Regions from separate parts of the Mus musculus genome. Here region 2 is linked to region 1. Evidence: chromatin contacts called from public Hi-C data. All regions are on one chromosome and are shown on one strand. The core of a region is the stretch at or near the end of the contact, and the rest is flanking DNA. Distances in the headings are between cores, read along the strand shown.

The links. Hi-C and Micro-C count contacts between places; a contact is called where the count stands out from the background.
Region 2: a contact with region 1 is called in a Hi-C map of liver, with 4 times the contacts expected there. The contact joins two enhancer-like sites. A contact is called at or near these places in 1 of 484 Hi-C or Micro-C datasets (liver) and 1 of 9 other capture datasets (embryonic stem cells).

The regions. Positions count from the first base shown.
Region 1 is chr15:41,231,303-41,234,554 of GRCm38.p6, reverse strand. No RefSeq gene overlaps it. Among named protein-coding and RNA genes, the nearest start is that of Gm46502, 59 kb to the right of the region's middle. Within about 2 kb of position 1,979, at least 10 of the 459 cell types and tissues checked have an H3K27ac peak or open chromatin away from gene starts, as enhancers often do. A contact at or near this core is called in liver, where this site is marked.
Region 2 is chr15:41,743,384-41,746,627 of GRCm38.p6, reverse strand. The region is part of intron 3 of Oxr1 (oxidation resistance 1); the gene reads right to left. Among named protein-coding and RNA genes, the nearest start is that of Abra, 120 kb to the left of the region's middle. Within about 2 kb of position 1,652, at least 25 of the 459 cell types and tissues checked have an H3K27ac peak or open chromatin away from gene starts, as enhancers often do. A contact at or near this core is called in liver, where this site is marked.

The DNA.
Region 1 (3,252 bases), core at 730-3,229:
TTCTTACTGAGAAGCAATGGCTCTAGTTTTATAAACACAATCCTATGCTGATGATCTGGTGTGTGAGGAGATTCTAAAGTCTAAAGAGAGTGAAAGACCCACAACGTGAGGACTCCCCCACGTTCTGACTCAGGAGAGGCAACACCCCAAATAACTCACAAGAAATGGTCTTGCTGCAAACTGAAAGAGGACTTTTATTCAAGAGTGCTCTCAGGCCCACGGTCATACATCACGCAGGGGTAGAGGACTGTGGCACCCTGAGTAGCTGGGTAAGGGGGTATTTAAAAGAAGAAACCACAACTCAAGGAAGTGGGGAGGGCGTTGTTGGAAAATACCAAAGATACCAGTTAAGAGTCACAAGGAAGTGCAAAGTCACAAGAGTCACAAGGAATACCTGGTAATTGTTCAGGTTATCTCTCAAGACAGTTTCTAAGAGCCCCTAACAATAGCACATTCTTTGAATGAACACTCTTTGAACCCAGGAAGCGGGTAGGTGGAGGAATGTTTCCATCTGTTTTATGATTAGCATACCTTGGAGCATAAAGTCACAGAGGTCACATTCCCAAGCCTGGGCTTAGAATTTTGTTTTTACGTTATACTTTCAAGAGACATTGTCTATATCCTTGGGCTACCAGAGTTACCTTTTTTCACTTACAGAATTGGTGTTTAAGAGGAATGTTGAAGTAGAACTTGAGCTTGACCTCCAATGAAAGGACCCAAAATGCTTCTACATATACTTATCAAAGAAAGAGAACTTTCCATCAAGCCTTGAAGGAAGAAGTATCTTTGAACCACCATTCTATTATGGGCCCAGGTAGTTTTCTTTCAAACATGAGGCATCATTAGGATGGAAGGCTTATTCCCATTTTCCATAGTCACACAAAGACTTGGAGGAAAAGAAAAAAAACCTGTCTTTGTATAGAGGAACAGTGTGCTCGGCCCCAAAATCAGAGACTCAGTGCTAAATGCTTTTCAGCTCAGAGTCCATGGTTTCCTACTCCCTTTGACAGATGTGGCCTTTTTGAGTGAGAACATGTCTCCCGTGGAGCCTTGTGAATTTTGCCACAGTGGAGACCAACTAAGGAAAAGTCAGGAAGAATGTGACACCCAAGAGAAATTTGCTTCAGATCCATAATTGGCAGTATATAGGATATGTCAGCTTTGTAGAACTGGGTATTACACCAAAGTATAGGATGGGGTAGTGTAGGAGGACTCTGCTAAATTAGGTTTTATTTTCTCATTTGAAGAAGTTAGAATTTGTTATGTTTTTATTTTTCTTAGGGCCCTTAGGGTCAGTACCACCTCCTTAAAGTTGAGTCAAGAGAAATATCAGAGATTGGTGCATTCCACTTCATTGTCTCAGCCAGCAGAGCAAAAAGAATGTAAGATTTAAAATGGGGTGAAAGAATATACAAGCAACCATCCCAGTGCACAAAGGCAGGCAAAGATAACTTAATTCAGACCACTGCAATAAAACAGAAAAGGAGCTCAATTTCAGTAACACCAAAGGCAGAAGGGCTTGCAAGCACAGGAATGAGCGGGTGGAAAACTACTGGAGGGCAAGCACTCCCCTCCCACAACCCATTAGCAGAGAGATTGATCAATAGGATGTATTGAGCACATGGAGTTATTCCTGAATTTGCAAATGCTTTTCTCTGTGATTAGGCCATCTGTGTTTGCTAATTGGCATCCATGGAAATTGGGCTTCCACCCTCCCATGGAGACTGGGAGATAGGGGTGTGCTGTTCTTTCATGCTGACATTTCAAAGAAAATGCTTCCTAGGTCTTTGACAAAGACATTCCTGGGTTATGTAACTGGTAATAGTCTTCTGAGAAGATTTACACCTCAAGGGGACAGAGAAAGAGTTTTTAATTACACATTTTCTAAAGTCAACGCTCACAGAAAGGAAGGTCAGTTTATGTGTGTTAAAGGTCAGCTTTTCTGAGTTAAAGTGAAAGAAAGTTTAGAGCCAACTGGGCCAAGGCTGAGCTGCCTGAGTTCATCAGGAAGGAAGAGACCTAGGGTGTGATCACAGCCATGGCTGTTCACCTGCACTAGAAGCAGTGGAAGACAAAACAGCCTAATGTTAGCAGGGGTTTTCTTATAAGTGTAGTGTAGAACACAGATATAGTAGGCTGGATCATGAGACATCATGTCCAAATTCAATCTTTCAATTTTCAAGCAAGAAAGTGTCATGGATCAGAAACAAATGGGCCAGAAGTTGGCTGAACTACCAGCAATCTACCAGTGGCTTCAGAGGGCAGAGAACAGAGGAGGATTAGAGCTGGTCTTGTTCTCCAAGGACTGCTTATTAATAAGCGTGTGTCCATCTATAGTTACTTCTACTACCAACTCTTTATACATATGAAAAACATTGAAAGAGATGAAGGGTTAGCAATGGAAAAGGTGTAAGAACTTGTTATATACAGCAACATATGCTTTTATTTCAGAGATTATTTCTGCAGCTAAAATAAATTTTTAGAAATCCCTTTCAGTTTAGATATTCTATGTATCTGTCTGCATGTGTACCCTGTCAGTTAAATGTTTGTATTATGCTTAGATTCCATTCTGTTCAATGTTGCCTGAAAGAATAGCTTATTCTCCCAACTGCATACTTTATTGGTTTTTGGATTTTCTGCTTTGCCAGAAATGTTGGTGCAAGGGAGATCCATCAGGGAGATCAACCCATTTCTTCTTCACTTTAATGAAGCAGTATATGGGAGAACACAGAAGGCTACAAGGCAGGATAATTTTGCAAGAGTCAAGAAAAGTTGGCAAGTAGCACAAGAGACCTCAAGGTCTGCTCAAGACTTGGGGTATTGTTGTGGTTTCTGAGATGTTTATGAGAACATTCAGAGGGAATCAACTTAACAGCTTCTGTTGTGTTTTATAAATTGGTGGTATACTGTGGAGGGAAGGTACATCTTGGCCCATACTGAGTCATCTCTCGTACAACAGGCTTAGTATAAAAGGAAGTTTATTGAGGACATGGAAAAGAGGTAGAGGCAGAGAAAGGAAAGAAACAGAAAAAAAAACAGAAAGAGCAGAGAAGAGGCTGGCTGAGAACGAGAGAGAGAGACAGAGACAGAGAGAGAGAGACAGAGAGACTGAGAGACAGAGACAGACAGGCAGAGAGGGAGAGAGAGAGAGAGAGAGACTCAGAGAGAGAGACAGACAGCAAGGGAGAGAGAGAGAGAGAGACAGAGAGGGAAAGAGAGGGAGAGAGAGACTAGGAGATAGAGAGAGGAAGA
Region 2 (3,244 bases), core at 403-2,902, 510 kb before region 1:
TTACATTTAATTCTATTAATTTATTTTACTTTATGTTTATGAATTTTGTTGTTGTTGTTGAATCCTCTGAAACTAGGGTTACTGGTCGTTGTAACCACCATGTGTGTTCTGGGAATTGAATGTGGGTCTTCTACAAGAGGAGCCAGTGCTCTTAACCACTGAGCAATCTCTTTAACCCCACACAGTCGAATTCATATGGAGGAGCATGGACCCACTGAGGAGTGCATGGATTTCCAGTAGATGGTTGCACACCCTGGTCACACAGATAGTCTTGCTAAACTCAGTGTCTCTCAAACAAACAACTCGATAAACTCAAAGGAAAACAACAAAAAGCCACAGATGTGGAAGAGAGAAGCAGGGTAGGAGGGGTTTAGAGATAGAAGGGGTGGCAATAATCAGAATGCCTGTATAAACTGTTAAACAAGCTCAGTAAAAGTTTAAAAAGTCCATTTTTAAAACCTATCTAAATAGCTTCTGCAATAGAACTTGAGACAATGTGGATGGGCATCTCAAATATTGCCTGCCATGCCAAGGTGAGTCTTGCTAGTACCATGTTCTTAGCAATATAGAGATGTTTTATGATCAAGGTTTAAAAATTAAAATGTTCTTTGTGTTTGCTTTAGAAAATTCAAAATGCATAAAGGAAATGAAATCAGGAAAAGAAAAGCCTCAGCTACTGGTAAATGAGTTCAGTGTTTGGTTAAATATTAATATGAGGAATGGAGACTTTTGTTTTGTTTTTTGAGATTGGGTCTTTCTTCTTACCCTAGGCTGTCCCTGAATTCCCTGAAGTGCTTCTACCTCAGGCTCCCAAATGCAGGACTAGAGGTTTAAACGGCCACAGTGAAGACTGTTATAAGTTGTGTGATTTTTAATCCCTTGCCATATAAAACCCCACTGCACTGAGATTTTGTTCCTTGTGTCCCTTGTTTTTATTTCACTTCATTTGCCCTTCCAATTTCTCTTCTGTTTTATTTGCTTATTTAACACAAACTTGAAATCATATTCTCATCACATTTTGTACGTAAAGATTATGGACATTACACAGAGATGAAATATATATAAAGTGAAATGAGCACCTAACGATTGGATACTAACCAATAAGAAAAGAAAATGGACTAGAAGTCATCTGAGAAATCAGTTCAGATCTTTCAGGTGTATTGGAGAAAGACTGTTGTCTTTTGAAAAACATAAGGATTTCTCCTGTTTTATTTACCTGCAGACTAGGGTCTCAGGCATTCTCACTATGCATTCTATCATAAGCTGTATTTATATCTCCTCGTTTTTATTTTTACCATACAGAATGTACACAAAGCAGAATTCAACCACATTAGCTCTATTTTGAACATGTGTCTGGAAACAGTGAGAAACTGAACATCATTATATTATATTTGAAAACCATTTATTATACTTCCCAACAACAAACAAACGAAAAATCATTGCTGGAGTTCAAAGGCAAAAAGAACTCTCTCCACCACCACCTAAAGGCTGGGAAAGAATCGGCTGTGGCTTATCTCAGGATTGAAGCAGGCAGGAAGGAATAGGGCTGGAAAAGGTCGGAGGAAAGAGAGAAGGCATTATCACTGGTTTGCGAGTGACCAGAGCTTTGATCTACTGGCTGCTGTATTCCCAACATTGCTTCTGGTGTTCTGGGCTCTGTTCCCAACCCTTTGGGCAACAGTATTGCACTAGGGAGTCTGTTTCTATTTGCCTTTGTCCCCAATGTTCTTTCCTTCTCACAAACTGCAGTTCAATTTGTTGTCTCTGTTTACACAGAATATCTTTAGGACAATTGAAATTAATACCAAGGTTGCATTAGAACCAACAGAGTGAGTTCTCTGTTTAAGAGAGCAGGTTCTGCCCCCATAGAGCTCCTCACCAGTGCTTTTTTGCACTGTGGGCATGTTTACTAGTCCTTTACTATCACTAGGAACAAGCTGAGCATGTTGCCAGCTGGCTTTGGCATTGCAGTTCCTGCACTCCTTGAATGTTCTTCATTTTATCCAAGCCTCTGGCTGCATGCTCTCTGATCCGAGAGCTCTTCTGACTACTGATGTGTATCAGAAAGCACCTGTACCCCTCTGTATGACGTTTTCTTCCAAACACTTACCGCCAAGTGATACATATTGATTTATGGCTAGTTAACTTGAGTAAGATTTAAGCACGGAGATGTTCAATACAGTCCCTGCATCTAAACCAATACTGTCAGATAGCAAAGCATGCCTGCTTTATGACCCAAACACACGTAGCCATTCAGCAGGTGTTCAAGAAATATTTATAGAAAATTGAACTGATTGAAAGCACAATTGATATATGCCAGATTAATCAATGTATGAATAATAATGGTATTATATTTTAAATTTCCTTCTAAATTAATCATACTTTGGGTAGCATGTGTTAACTGACATCATCTAAATTGTGATTTAAAAGTACTAATAGATCAAGTAAATGGGATTATATTATTAAAAGATTAGCTTTTATGAGGGTGGGGTGGCATGGAGAAAGTGTTCAAGGCACAAAGACCAACTCATGATGAAGCCCACTGTGGCTTCGAGGGGACAGAAAATAGGAGAGAGATGACATTCTAGGAAACAAGTGCCTTCATAGAGCTTGTAAATTATTTTTGACAATTTTGATTTTAATCTCAGAGCCACAGGGATACAATTAGGATTTTAAGCAGAGCATTAATGGAATCAGATTTGACCTTTAGAAATTAACCATAAGTCATGTAATGGGTTACAGAGAGATATGTCCTGAATATAGGAGACCACCTCTGAGCTGATGGTTGTAATCTGTGTGCTCTATGAAGCACAATTATGGCAGTAGGGATTAAGAGAGGTGAATTAATTCAGGAGGCTTTAGAGGGTGGCTTGATTTTTTTTTAATTTTTAATTATTTTCTATTTTTTGGCTAGTTGTGGCAATGTTTGTTGGGCCTTGGAAGGGAGAGGAAAGAACTAGTTTGGCACTAGAGAATGGAGAAGGAAATGAGTTTAAAGGGCAAATGATATAAAATCAACTTTGAAAGGCTAATATTGGAGTACCTCTGGTGTATCCTAATGGACATGACTAAGTAACAGTTGGAGATATTGGTCTAAAGTTTGTAATAATCTTCAGGGTGAGTAATTTAGATGGCAGCATCTTAGATATGAACTGATATTACCTAGGGGCAAAGTGTTCTTATACAGTTTGTATTTAGACTCAGCACTATCACTGTTTTATCCCACTTACTTTCTGTTTGGGTT